5 separate regions of the Mus musculus genome follow, and all the other regions are linked to region 5. The links are chromatin contacts, called in public promoter capture Hi-C maps. All regions are on one chromosome and are shown on one strand. The core of a region is the stretch at or near the end of the contact, and the rest is flanking DNA. Distances in the headings are between cores, read along the strand shown. Region 1 holds the start of Eif2ak4 (eukaryotic translation initiation factor 2 alpha kinase 4). Region 2 holds the start of Catsper2 (cation channel, sperm associated 2). Region 3 holds the start of Trp53bp1 (transformation related protein 53 binding protein 1). Region 4 holds the start of Adal (adenosine deaminase-like). Region 5 holds the start of Rtf1 (RTF1, Paf1/RNA polymerase II complex component).

Region 1 (2,700 bases), core at 68-2,567, 1.3 Mb before region 5:
TGGGCTGCAGCTTAGGGGGAAACTGAGGACATGATGACAGTTTGAATGTGAGAGCTGAAAAAAAAAAAAAAAAGGCAGCACTCAACAAATATCTTCACTGTTTGTTGAGTTCTGCCATGTATCCAGGCAGGGGTCCCTGGAAACAGAACAGGTCTCCAGCTGAAGGAGGGAGGAGGTGGTTTCTAAAAGGCCTTTGTGTTACCTTGTCTGATCAGAGTGGTCTGAAGGTGAGATGCCTAAGTCAACATTACTAAGTGAACAAGATAGATGCAAACAAGATTGACAGAGACATGTCACCTAACCTAACTCGAGGCATGATAGTGCATTTTTTTTCTGAATTAAGCTACAGCAGGTAGACAACAAAGCAATAGCAATGTCTGAATAGATAGGTTACTTATATGCGTGAAAAAAAAATATGGTCAAATAGGGATGGTGGCACAGTCTCATGATCCTAGCGCTGAGAGGATAAAGTAGGAAGATTACTATGAATTCAAGGCCAGACCATGCTGCAGAGGGAGACCCTGACTCATATGGACACAAATACATCCCTTAAGTATGTAAAGTAGGGTGCAACATTTTACATGAATGTGAATGCTCAAATTTACATTAAATGAACTGGTCGGATAATTCTCTTTGTGGGATTTGAAAATGCAAGGAGAGAATTTCAGAGAGTCCAGAGAGCATGCATGAGACATTTAATTAATGATTCAAGGGTAACGAATGTGGGAAACAGGGTTTACGGTTTTTTCCTCCCAGTAGTCTCATTCTGGGAAGGTCAGGTAAGATAAACGATTTAACTCATGACTGCGCTCTAAAATTTTCCTCTCTCTAGCCAGGCAGGGTGAAGGAGTTCCAGCGCCTGTTTCTGCTACATACTTGTTTTGTGAAAACTAATATGTGTTGTCACTTTGACCTAAGAGACTGGCTCTCCAAAGTGTGTTGGCAATTCCTGACTCAATTTCTCCCCTCAGGAAGAAGGCAAAGCTTTCCCCTACTCTTGTTTTATTAGAAGTCTTGGGCCATGAGAAGTTGGAGCAAAACCCCGCCCACTGGCCTTCTCCGGAGTGGGCCAAACGAGTCAGCCGCGGAGAACCCCGCCTTCAGACCCGCCTCCTGGCCTAGGCTCCGCCCAAGGCCCTCTCACCTGCTCAGAGTCACGCCCCTAGGTCGGTCTTCAGCTCGAGACTCCGCCCCCAGGTTCGTCTCCCGCTGGAGATCCTGTCTTTAAAGCGCCTCCCCAGAGCAGAGCCACACCCCCTAGACCTGTCATCAGCTCGAGGCCCCTCCCCCAGACCCGACTCCGACTCGAGGCCCCGCCCTCAGTTCGGTCACGGCGCGGGCTGGAGCTCCCCTACCCACCCCAGAATCACCGCTACCTCGCCTAGGCCGCTGCGCCTGCCCCGGCCGCCATGGCTGGGGGCCGCGGGGCCTCTGGACGCGGCCGGGCTGAGCCACAGGAGAGCTATTCGCAGCGACAGGACCACGAGCTGCAGGCCCTGGAGGCCATTTACGGCTCGGACTTCCAGGATCTGCGGCCGGATGCGCGCGGACGGGTAGGAACGTGGTTGGTCTGGCCCGGTGTTCTCCAGTCTAGGAACCCAGCCAGACGCCTCCAGTCTGGGGCGACCACTTAGATCCTAAAGGCTTTTCATATTGCAGTTCCACTACCCTCACTTTCTGCCTCTGCGCCGCCACTGGTCTTGAGAAGGCAGCACCTGGCCTGAATTCTCTTTTTTCCCCGGTCGGGCTCCTCTCTCTGCTGTGCTTCTTATTCCCACTGACGTCCCCTAACCACCCTTCGTCCTTCCAACCATTCTTCCCCACACTGACTCGCCCCAGGCCTCGAGGTGGGTTGTGACTGCACATTCATAGTCACTCATTGCTACTTTGTGCTGGGGATGCTTAGGGGGCGTGGGTCCAGGTCTTGTGCTCTCAGCAAACAAACTCCCAGGTCACACTGTGTAAATCCCGTTTCCTGTGTGGAAGAACTTTTTGTACCTTCCTCCGAGACTTTTGAGGAATAGGTATAGAACATGTTTATTGTCGCTGTAATGCAGTGTTTACCGAGTTCTATTTAAAACATCACTTTCCTTTTTTGTGTGGAAGTTAAGCTGAGGGCAGTGACAGTCTCTCCCTATCCTTGAATAGTGTATCTGCCGAACTAAAATGTTCCTGAAGTTTGAAAGTACTTCTTTCCTCCATCTGCCTTACTTCTTTAACTCACAATGTCTGTCTTTTCTCTATATCTAGTATTTCTTTAGGAAAAGGCTTTACTTAAGCTGTCAGGGCCAAGATTCTCCCACTAAACCAATATACTTTTTAATTTAATGATTTAGACGCTAGGAACACAGTCATGGGTAAAACATGCACAAAACCCCTGCTGCCGGCGGGAAGCTTACTTTTTTAGGCCTTATTTGTAACTTTACATACAGTTATACATGCTTCTTGTAAATAGTAAGATAACCTACAGGTCATCTGGCAACTTCTCTGTTTCCAGGGAACCAGGAAGTAGGGCCTAGGCCACCAGAATAGTGTTACAGAATGTGCAGGGGACTCAGGGAGACCCAGCTGGCTTTTTTTTTTTTTTTTTTTTTTTTTAGTTTTTTTAGTTTTATGTTCCCAAGGTGCAGGAAAATGGAAGGAAAACCATCAGCCACTTTTAGGTAATGATACTGATAATCCTAAGAATTTACAGCTGAT
Region 2 (2,700 bases), core at 180-2,679, 1.7 Mb after region 5:
AGCTTCTTTGCCTTTTAGAGATTCAAGAAGCCCACACAAAAAAAGCTATGAGCAGTTAAGAATAAACACATTGAAAGACTCAAAGGTATTTTGTTGTTGTTCGGTACGGATTTTGTTTTTCATCTAAGCAAAAGACATAAAAGTCATAAGAAGCTAGGCAGTGGTGGTGCACGCCTTTAATCCCAGCACTTGGGAGGCAGAGGCAGGCGGATTTCTGAGTTAGAGGCCAGGCTGGTCTATAAAGTGAGTTCCAGGACAGCCAGGGCTGCACAGAGAAACCCTGTCTCGAAAAGCCAAAAACAACAACAACAACAAAAAAAAAACAAAAACAAAAGTCATAAGAAATATCTTCACAGCTAACTAAATATTCGGGTTATTTTCACTTTCTGACAGCATTTGTAATTAAACACTTCTTTTTGAAAATTAGGCTTAAATGTTAGGCAGGTGGCCCATGGCTTGGATCCCAGCGCTCTGGAGATAGAGGCAGGCAAATCTCAGAGCTCAAAGACAGCCTAGTGAAGGACAGCCAGGGCTACACAGAGAAACTATCTTGAAAAACAAACAAAAATCAGTTTAAAAGGCAGGCAGTGTAGACAGATATTCCAGTCTCAAGAGGATGGTGGATCTCTGTTGAGTTCCACATTTGCCTGGTCTATATAGTGAGTTCCAGGGCAGCCAATCCTCCTTGCCTCAAAAAAAAAAAAAAAAAAAAAAAAAGGTGAAAGCTGAGCCTGTGCCTATTAGTACGTAGTGCACACTATCAGTCTCAGCCACTCGAGAGGCTGAGGCCAGAGGATGGAAAGTTCTAGACCTTCGCGGATTACAGTATGAAGTCAAGGCCAGCCTGGACACCTTGGTGTGAACATGACTCAAAAAGTCAAAAGAGGACTAGGGATGTAATCCAGTGTTGGATCACTTGCCCAGCAATGTGCAAGGTTCTGGGCTCAATCCTCAGCTACCCACCCTCTCAAACAAACCAACAAACAACAATGGGGGGGGGGGGAGCAGCAGGCAGGGAGGGCAGAGGCCTAAGGCTGGACAAAGAATACAGACCTCACGTGGACCTGACAAAGCAGGATACGAGGTAGGGCAGCGGCAGGATGTAGACTTACTACGCCCTATAATTGGACAAAGCAACAGCCTGACATTTGGAAAACGTGTCGCGGTGCGCTCAAGTGCGTGCGCGCCCCAATGCCCCGGAGGGAGGGAGCCGGACAGACAGCTCAAGCTCCCCTCCAGCCCTTTCGCGGGCCTCACTTCCGCCCACTCAGCCCTGACTTCACCCCTCCGCCTTCCGCGCCGGCGCCCAGAGCTTCACTCCTCCCCAGCGGGTGGCGCTCAGGGCCGCTCCGGCTTCGCTGAGCCCCCTACTTCCCACCGACCCCCCGTCCAGGCCTCCGCCACAGCCAGACCGGCGGGCGTTCGCCTAAGCGTCCGCCCCGCCTCGCCCCGCGCGCCCGCCAATCGGCAGTTACCAGCTGTTCCGCCCGCCCGACGCTGCGTGACGCAGCCAATCGGCGGCTGCCACACTGCGGGCCCCGAGCAGGCCTAGGGGGTTGGGACCTCGGCAGCGGGTCTGCCCGGGCCAGACGCGCGAGCGCAGGCAAGCGGCTGCAGATTGCGGGCTCTCCCATCTCATTTCTCCGGTCCCGGCCCTCCGACCGCGACCCGCCGCCATGCGCTTCAGCTGCCTAGCTCTGCTCCCGGGCGTGGCGCTGCTGCTCGCCTCGGCCCGTCTCGCCGCCGCCTCCGATGTGTTGGAACTGACGGACGAAAACTTCGAGAGTCGCGTCTCCGACACGGGCTCGGCGGGGCTCATGCTAGTCGAGTTCTTCGCCCCCTGGTGAGGCCACTTTGCGGGATCAGGGCCGGAGGACCGGCTGGGCGCGGGAGCGGTTGGGCCTACGCAGCGCGGGCGCCCTCCACTATCTAGCAGGCCTGGCTGCGGCTGCCTCATTGCCAGTCGGTGGGGAACCGGGAGGCGCTCCGCCCGGGGTGGGGGGTGGGGTGAGGACGAGGTAGGGTGGGGACGGGGGCAGATCCGGAAAGCAGAAAGCCTAAACTCCAGGGTAGGGCCACGTCCTTACCTCCGCGTTCTTGCAGCACTTCCTATGTGGAGGGTTCTCCCATCCCCTCCCCCTCCGGTCTATCTTTCAGTATCTAGGTGAGTCAGTGTATGTGTCCCCAGGTCTGCAGACAAGGCTGGCATCCCAAAGCCTTCAGAGAGGAGGCAGAGGTCCTCTTTTAAGTGGTGAGGTTCTGGGGTTTTTTTTTTTTCTCTTTTTGTCTCCACCCCATTAGAGCCATTGGTTTCTAACCAAGGTCACTCTGTAGCTGCAGAAAGATCCTAAGTGCTTTCTTGAGACAGGCCATTAGTTGGTTCATGGCATGGCTTACACTATTTTACATTAAGCTGCAGAGGCCTCTTATTAAAAGAGTAAACCAACAAGAATTATTTCACTAGGACCTATCATAATTTCAGTATTAAATAATTCTAGAAAATGATAACATTCTGGATAAGAAAGTTACCACTGCTTAACCTAAGAAAAGGGTAAGTTCTATCGAGTGGGTGTGACCCCAAATAAAAACTTTGCTTGGGAAGGGAGAGCAAATAGGATTTCTAGTTTTGTCACTTAGAGTAGTGGATAGGATAATTTACCAATTATTTATTACAAGGGCATACAGTTTAGAGGATGTCAA
Region 3 (2,700 bases), core at 179-2,678, 1.6 Mb after region 5:
TCCACAGGATCTGAAAAAGACAGAAGGAGGTGGATATTAGCACAGAAGACATTTGCCATCAAATTTTAATACAAATTGAGAAATGGAGGCAACACCAAACTAATCACGGGTATCCAAAGGCTTACTGAACACTAGATAACAAACTAGGCTTCCTTACACATAATCTCAACTGCATGTTTAAATCGTTCTGCCCCCACAGGACCTTAAACACTGCAGAGAGCCAAGCCTTCAACTGCTCACCTGAAGCTTTCTTTTCTTTCAGATGTTCATTGAATGAGCTATTACTGTCTCCTTGTTCTACAGCAGATTGTTCCGGATTTGATACAATATCCTAGAAAACATGAGCACATAAGATCCTCACAGTACACAAAGTAGTACAACAGGGACCTTTCTGTGGGTGAGAACACGTTGATTTCATTTTTCGTTCCCCACCAACTTTATCCAAAAGCTAACAATCAACTAAACACGTTAATTTTCTGGGTTAGTTTGGTGTAGGGGGGTCAGAAAAAAATAATAACTTGAACAGGGCATCATCACTCACTCACCAACACGGGGTTCTCTTTGTGCATCTGCAGATTAGGAAGGTGTCGAGATAGCACGCTGAAGTGAGAGCCTGCATCTTCTTCCAGAACCTGGCTTTCAGGCTGAGAATCTTCTATTATCAGGCAAGGAGTGTCTTGCTGAGAGAAATCTGAATCCAATTGACTTCCAGTAGGGTCCATCTGCTCCCCTGGAATGGAATAACAAAAGATCAGTTCGAAGAGTAACCCTATTGAGCTTTCCACACACAATCTGAGACTAAATAAAGGGGCGGAAGTGTGAGATCGAGAAAGGGACCATTCTAGGGCTACCCAGTAGCCCACATTTGCAATCGCTCTTAGCACTTTCTCAGCCATCTCCCCAGCCCTCATTTCTCCGTTATTTACCACCGCGCCTCTGGATCCTTCGATCTCCCCCTCCCTCCCTCCTTTCTCTTCACCTTCCCTCAGACACGCTTCCTTCCTCACCTCTTCTCCCCGCCCCTTTCCATCCCCCACACAACTCTCCCCGCGTTCTGACGCCACTGAGCCCCGGGAAGACCTCTTCGCAACCCCGGCGGGCGGGAAGCCCACGGCCCTCATGCGGCCTCAGGACCACCGCGGCGGCTGCCTCCCCACCCCCTCCCCGGCCCTCCAACCCCGTCCCCGTCACCGCCGCCATGCTTGCCACCCCGCCCCCTCCAGGCGGCCAGCCCTTCAAGCCCGCCACCCGGGCCTCTGCGGCCCGCTAGCTCGGCTCCGCTCGCAGCACTACCTGGCATCCCGGCGAGAGGTGCCTCGCGCTGGATCTAGAGGTTTCTGCACGCTGCCCAGGCCCCTCCAGGTCGATCCCCAGGTCGCCACTGTCGCCACCGCCGCCACTGGCCGCGAGCTCCCCCTTTTCCCGTCACGTCACGCAATATCGGATCGCCCATTCGCTGCTGTTGTCTGCCACTCAGGAAATCCTATGGATGATAGGTGGCTGAGGTGAAGTGCCCGCCCCCAGCGTAAGAAAAGGAACACGGCGGCGTGTTTCCATGGTAGCATGGACGTCGCAGGCCCTCCCCCTAATACAGCCAGCATGACAGTATCCTTGAACCGAAGGGACATTAAGAGGGCATGAAATAAAAACCCCTGCCTGAAGGACGGGGGTACTCACTACTCACACTTGAGGGCTTCGGCCCCTTCACTGACTTCCGTGGAAAAGGAGAGTCTCCTGGATTTTCAAAGAAAGGGCAAAGAGGAGGAGAATTGAGGAGAGCTAGTACTTCTGAAATGGTGAAATGGAAGAGAAGCCTCTGTGGGGTTTGCCAGTGTCGATCAGGATCCCATTTGTAGACCTCTGCCTGAATTTAAAGGCTTCCGTTTTCCCACTCTATGTCTCTGGCAGTTTTGATTTTGTTGTTTTATATTGTCTTCGTGTTCCCACTCCCTTTCAAGCTTCCCTATTTGTCTCTCTCTGCCCTTTCTTTTAGGGAATTGCAGCAGCCCCAGACGCTTTGCACCTCCCATTGAACGAACTGAGCATTGTAATCCTCAAACTAGAAGCAAAGAGAACAGCTGTCACCCCTACTAACTCAATGACCTAAAGGATCCAGGCCCAGAGATTTAATTATCCTAATCATGGTGTCAGGGTCTTATAAAGGGTGTGGCAGCTGTGACAACTATTAATGAACTGAGCTCAAGATACATATGTGGTTTCACTGTCATTTTAATTTAAAGAGCCGTTGGATCTGGGCTAGAATTCTAACCAAGCAGCTGTCAGGAGGGAAAGCACCTAGCACAGTGCCAAGAATATACATAGAAGGCATTAAAATGGAGGCGGTTTTCTCTACTCCAGACTCAGAATTATTTAGGCACAGCCCATACATGATTCTCAACTTCTATAAATGCCCAGTTTAGCACTTGAAATAAGCCAAGCTTAGAGAGGAGCATCCTACCAGCCAATCTCCTCTCTGCTGCTATAAATTACAGTGATCATATTCTCCTAACCCAAAAATCAAAGCATGTTGTCTTCATACGCATTACTTGTGGGAACAAAAGGATCAGCTTAAACGAAATCGCTCTGAAAATTTTAGGATCTATTGTTATAACTAAAATTCCAATCCTAGAATGTTTTACAAGTAGAGCAAAAATGACCCAAATCACAGAGACACATCTTACCTCTTAATCCTAAAATCAT
Region 4 (2,772 bases), core at 73-2,572, 1.5 Mb after region 5:
CGCCAGCTGCTTCGGTAACAGCTAGCGCTTGGAGAGCTCAAGTTACCTCTTTGTACAGGCATTTTCTGCAGGGAAAAAAAAAACTTGTGTAGATCCTCTTATTTGAGAACATTTTTAGGTGAATCGGAGGCTGACGACCTGATACCGGTTTGGTCCGGCAAAAGAGGACCAGCACCTCGGATCTTAAGCAATCCAGAGTAGATTGGTCCTTGCACAAAAGTAACAGTTGCTCCTTTATTGAGTGTTCTCGTTGCGAGGGAGAACTCATTTAGATCTTAAATTAGGCCATATGGAAAGTGAAGAAAGAGACCTTTACGGATAATTACTGATTATTATTAACCCACTGCCCCTGTACGTGCTGTTTATTCTCATGTAGTCTAAATTCTGTGCTAGGTCTACAGTGAGTAAGTATTCAGCATGTAAAAATGACACTCCCCTCCACTTCCAAGATTCTGTGATTCGTATGTGGTATTGAGTATGTCTGCTGAAAATCGCTATAGAAGAGATGTGATTATTCCCTGTGGCGTTGTTGTTTAAAGGAAGCAACCCAGGTTGGACTTTTAAAGTTTCTACATTTGATGCTTAGGAGATACCAGTAAGAAAGCACTCCCAGAGATGCGTAGAAACTTCATCATTTACTAATTTAGTGTCTGCTTGGATTAGGAAAGGAAATAGAAAGACTTGAAGAATGGTTAACTCAGAGCAGTAGTATGTAACGGCTGAGAGTATGAGTTCTGGAGTCCAACTGGATCAAGAAAAATTTTCTATGAAGATTTGGTTATTGGAAAATGTTTTAGGGTTAGGAACTCGTTAGTGGTCTTAGAAGAGCAGATTGTGTGGCAGAATGATTCAGTGCGTGCAAGATATGTTAATAAAGGCATCTAGTCGACCAGAAGGATCAGAGACAGGAGGCAGCAAATACTACCCTCCATCCAGAGACAGGATTTTCGCCTGACAGACCCAACCCATTTAAGGAAAGTGTTTGTGCGACGTAAATATGAAATAACATGTTTTCTTGTAAAAGCAAATTCGTGCTACATGTGTAAGCTAACCTGACCTACGCAGTAGATTAAAGGAGCCCAGAGTTAAAGGGACAGACGAACGCTGGATTTTTAGTTTTCGGGTGTTTTTTTTTTTCTTGTTCTTTTTTTTTTTTACTAGTCATTTCCCCATTGCAGACACACCTAAGTTAGCTTTGCTTAACTTAAGTTAGTGGGAGCAGGGGGTTGAGGGGGCTTGGGAGGTGTAAAAAGAAGATATCAGCAGTGACTGTGTTTCTGTTTGCATGTTAGATCTGAAAATAGTTACATTTGTTATTGTAGGTGAAAGTGATCCCAGAGCCACACATAGTGCAAGTCTTGTTTAAAATGGCAATCTGAAGGAAGTCCAGCACCTCAGAGATTCCCACTTTGATAAGTTTATCGTCCAAGCCGAGAATAAGAGCAAAGAGAAACTTTTCCTTCTACTGAAGTGATGGAGGCCGGACAGCAGTGGCCTGGGAAGACAGACTTTTATCTGCAATTACCAAAAGTGGTAAGAATTAACTACAGAGTTCTTGTTACTGTATAATGGCTTTTGTATTGTTTTCCACAAAAGAGAAGTAAAGCTTATGGGTAGAAATTGTAGAGTGGGTATAGCTGAACCAAGTAGCTGGCCTAGTATAAACTACAACTAGGAACCAGGCCACCAGGGCCTGATGTATGGGGCTCTGGATCTCGTGGACTCTTGTGAACTGATTGTCCTCTTGTGTTAGGAGCTCCATGCCCACTTGAATGGCTCCATTAGTTCCAGTACCATGAAGAAACTGATAGCCAAGAAGCCACATCTTAACGTTCATGGTCACATGACCATGATTGACAAGGGGAAGAAAAGGACTTTACAAGAGTGAGTTTGGGAGGTTGTGGGAATTTTTTGTGGCTGTATTTTGGGATTATAATATATAAGAATCAGATTTTAATACTTAGATAGGGTAGACATCTGGCATAAAATATATAACCTAACTCACAGTGCTTTTCCAACTGTCAGACTGACAGTATGTTTAATGATTTATATTGTTTGTCATATTGAGTTGTTCCTTAGATTTGAAAATAAAGACAGATTGATTTTTCTCTATTTGCTAGTCCTGGCAGGATTAAAGAATAGGAATGGCTGTTTCATACTTTTCAATATAAATAAGTAATATCTTATTTTAGCTATTAAATTGTCTTTCTAGATCAATGTAATTTTGAAAAAAGGTGTATCCTATAGTTCTTTGTAAATTTAAATATATACTTACTATTAACCTCAAATTTACTAATTAATTCCATTCTGAGGGTTTTTCTTGAGTAACAGGTTTTGATGAGGGAAGTGTGTTAAGACATTTTTTTTTTCATTTGTAGATGTTTCCAGATGTTCCAAGTTATACATCAGCTTACTACTAGTGCTGAGGACATCCTGATGGTGAGACACAGAGGCAGGTTAAAATGGCGTGACTTTCCACAGCAGTGCACAGCTCACCTTGCGCATGTCCTTTGGCTTTCATCCACGCTCTGATGGAGATGCTTGCTCTTTCCCCCCACTTCCTTCCCCCTCTTTATTTTTTCCTTTCTTTTTCTATTAATTTACAGATTTTTTTTCATGACAACTCTTTGAAAAGTCAGTGTAAGACATTGGCCTAAGAGCTAATGTAAAGTCTGTTGTTGTCTTAAAAAAAGAGGAAGCGGGTGGAAGGGAAAGGAAGGGAGTGAGAGAAGAACCAAGGTCAGCATTGTATTGAACGGGGAGGAGAAAGGC
Region 5 (2,700 bases), core at 95-2,594:
CCTTCTTCTTCCTCCTCTTGCATTTCAAGACAGGATTTCTACGTACAACAGCTCTTGCTGTTCTGAAACTTGATTTGTAGACAGGCTGGCCTGGAATGCAGAGATCTGCCCACCTCTGCCTTTCAAGTCCTGAGATTAAAGGCATGGGCCACCATTGCCTGGTATTTATTTATATATTGATTGATCGACTAAGACAGGGTCTTAGCCTTGGACTCATTATGCAGACTTAGGCAGGCCTTGAACTTGTGTTCCTTATGTTCTTCCTGTCTTAACCTTCCAAGTATCTAAAAATATGGGTTTATAATTACCACACCTGGCAAGGGATGTGATGTGTACTGTAGTTGAGCTGAGAAAAATAACTTAGAGAGTCAAAGTGGGATAGTAAGAAAGCAAGACCTCATCAACTTAGTCGAGAAAGATTTGAATTCTAAAGTTGTCTATCAGAATGAGTGAACCAGTGCGTTCTAAGACTTGAGAACAACTTCAAATTGTAACTGTTAATACTCCCTAATATAAACCCTGCTGCACATAAATAATATATAAAAATGCATTCCCAGCGTTGACCTTTTTGTCAGATGACTTCAAATTCAACGACATAAAACATTTCCTATACAGCCCTCTTCCCTTCCAAACCTCTGTCATATTTTCTTGACAAAGCTCACACTCATCTTCCTAAATCAGAATCTGAAACCTCTGCCTCCTCTGCGCCCCAACTAGCAAATAATTCAGAACCCATCTATTTCTCTATTCTCATTCTCTTCCAGTGTTGAAGTCACTGTCGTTCCTTACCAAAGACCCAGGACACTCAAGCGAGTTTGAAACTACTTAGCATAGCTCATTAAATTACTGCTTTCTTCCCGGGCCACCTCTCTGCTCATCCCACACCCCGACACCTGGTCCTTCCCTACAATGAATCTGAGTTCTCCGATTATCGCTGGAATAGTCTTCCCTAGTTTTTGGGTCGCATTTAGGCTGTCACTAATAACAGCCCAGGCAGGCGGACTCTGGCTCCTCCACCCAAGCTCTCAGCAATTTCCAGGGGCTGTCGACTATGCGGGTGGTCCCTGAGGCCGCATTCCAGGGCTGGAGATGGATGAGTTTCCTCAGAGTGGACCCTGGTCCGGAGGCTCAAATTCGCTTCAAGTAGGGAACTCCTGGGCAGCCTACAACTCCAACACTGCAGAAGCTTCCGGACAGCTAGATCAGGGAGCGTTGGTCCGGAACCCTCGGGCGCGTGGCTCCGCCCCTCGCGCTGCGTCGGAGGTGGGGCGGGGCGGGGCGCCAGGCGCCGGCGAACGGCGTGCGCCAGGCGGGGGGCGGGGCTAGGGGCGGAGCGGAGCGCGCATGCGCGGTCGCCTTTGTGTGGGTCGAGCGGCGGCGGTGGCGGCGGCGGTGGCGGCGGCGGCAGTGGCGGTCCCACTGGCAGGCGGGCAAGAGGGGAGTCAGGGCGGCGTCCGGCGTGGAAGCCGGGGGACCACCATGGTAAAGAAGCGGAAAGGCCGTGTCGTGATCGACTCGGATACGGAAGACAGCGGCAGTGACGAGAACCTGGATCAGGTGAGGGCAGGCCGCGGAGGCGCGGGCCGGCAGAGCGGGAGGGCTCAGTCCTGGCCACGGGAGCTGGGAGTCGCCCGGCCCGAGCGCCCGGCCAGCCTGGTGTCCGTCCCGCTACTGTAGTCCCTTCCTGTCTCCCCGCTGAATCTTAGGCCCTTGGAGCCCGGGCCAGGCCTGGAGACAGAGCCCCGAGGACTTGGCGCCTTGGGCCGGGAGGCGGGGCAGGGAATTGGGCTGATGGGCCTCGGGGTTTGGGGTACTGAAGGGGGCCGCTGTCTGCTTGGGCCGGATCGGGACGTCATGACTGCAGGCAGGGAGATTCGGGCTGGGCGAGATAGGAAGTATCGCCCGCCAACCCCAATGGCTGAGAGATTTTGGAGGAGGTGCAAGGGTGAGCATGGGGCGGTGGGAGGGAAAATTTGTCTAGAAGGTGTGGACTCTGGAAGGTGAAGTTTTTCAGACCAGGCATGTGGACATAGGAGAGACACCCATACATGTCCCGAAGAGCTTTCGTGGTGCTTGGGGTGGGGGGGAGACTATGATCATTTACGGTCGAAATGGGTTCTCGTTGGGATGTCTGACAAAAAACTCTTTGGAGGAGGAGAGAGGGCAGATAACTGGAAGTTTGAATTGTAGGGCAGCAGAGAGAGACTGTGTTCCAAGCGCTCAGCCTCTTTTATGCAGCAGCATAGAATTCTTTTTCACTTGAAGATCTGAGAAGTACTGAAAGTAACTTGTGGCTTTAGCGTCTTGGAGTACCCGGCATTGCTTCTGTACTTTAAAAAAACACTGCAGGGAGGAAGCTGTTTGTGTAGTAGTACTCTGATGGTATCAGGAGATGATTTCCTCCATGTTTCATGAGTAAATGACATAAAGGAAGGGTAGGAAGCTTTATAAATGGAGTAGATTGAGTACTAAACTCAGAATCTGTAATTCTGATTCCTAATTTCTTTCTAGCCATTTACCTTTGGTTTCCACTGTAAAATGGACATATAATATCAGCCTCATGTATTGAATTGGACAGTTGCATAAAACAAATGTTTATAATAAAAAATGTTGGTATAAACTACAAAGTATTTGTATAAAAGGCTTCTTGGGAGTCCTTAGTAATAGACTAGAGGTCTCAGGTTTAATTAGGACTTGAAA

Evidence for each region. Promoter capture Hi-C pulls out the DNA fragments that hold promoters and counts their contacts. Capture Hi-C pulls out chosen DNA fragments and counts their contacts.
Region 1: a contact with region 5 is called in a promoter capture Hi-C map of pre-B cells, with 3 times the contacts expected there. The contact joins the promoter of Eif2ak4 here to the promoter of Rtf1 in region 5. A contact is called at or near these places in 1 of 39 promoter capture datasets (pre-B cells) and 1 of 484 Hi-C or Micro-C datasets (B cells).
Region 2: a promoter capture Hi-C map of liver shows a contact between it and region 5, with 3 times the contacts expected there. The contact joins the promoter of Catsper2 here to the promoter of Rtf1 in region 5. A contact is called at or near these places in 2 of 39 promoter capture datasets (liver and pre-B cells), 1 of 484 Hi-C or Micro-C datasets (B cells) and 1 of 115 datasets of contacts at active chromatin or transcription factors (astrocytes).
Region 3: a promoter capture Hi-C map of liver shows a contact between it and region 5, with 2.6 times the contacts expected there. The contact joins the promoter of Trp53bp1 here to the promoter of Rtf1 in region 5. A contact is called at or near these places in 2 of 39 promoter capture datasets (cranial neural crest and liver) and 1 of 115 datasets of contacts at active chromatin or transcription factors (astrocytes).
Region 4: a promoter capture Hi-C map of liver shows a contact between it and region 5, with 4 times the contacts expected there. The contact joins the promoter of Adal here to the promoter of Rtf1 in region 5. A contact is called at or near these places in 1 of 39 promoter capture datasets (liver) and 1 of 9 other capture datasets (liver).

Annotation. Positions count from the first base shown.
Region 1 is chr2:118,387,300-118,389,999 of GRCm38.p6, forward strand. It overlaps Eif2ak4 (eukaryotic translation initiation factor 2 alpha kinase 4), which reads left to right and starts at 1,318. Exons shown (of 39, transcript NM_013719.3): 1 at 1,318-1,553. The coding sequence starts at 1,410.
Region 2 is chr2:121,412,363-121,415,062 of GRCm38.p6, forward strand. It overlaps Catsper2 (cation channel, sperm associated 2), which reads right to left and starts at 1,430. Exons shown (of 13, transcript NM_153075.3): 1 at 1,054-1,430. Pdia3 (protein disulfide isomerase associated 3) reads left to right here and starts at 1,540. Exons shown (of 13, transcript NM_007952.2): 1 at 1,540-1,843. The coding sequence starts at 1,677.
Region 3 is chr2:121,269,979-121,272,678 of GRCm38.p6, forward strand. Trp53bp1 (transformation related protein 53 binding protein 1) reads right to left here and starts at 1,429. Exons shown (of 28, transcript NM_013735.4): 1 at 1,294-1,429; 2 at 546-730; 3 at 241-331; 4 at 1-10. The coding sequence starts at 1,300.
Region 4 is chr2:121,140,771-121,143,542 of GRCm38.p6, forward strand. Adal (adenosine deaminase-like) reads left to right here and starts at 1,323. Exons shown (of 10, transcript NM_029475.2): 1 at 1,323-1,533; 2 at 1,754-1,884; 3 at 2,379-2,439. The coding sequence starts at 1,474.
Region 5 is chr2:119,673,724-119,676,423 of GRCm38.p6, forward strand. It overlaps Rtf1 (RTF1, Paf1/RNA polymerase II complex component), which reads left to right and starts at 1,345. Exons shown (of 18, transcript NM_030112.2): 1 at 1,345-1,557. The coding sequence starts at 1,345.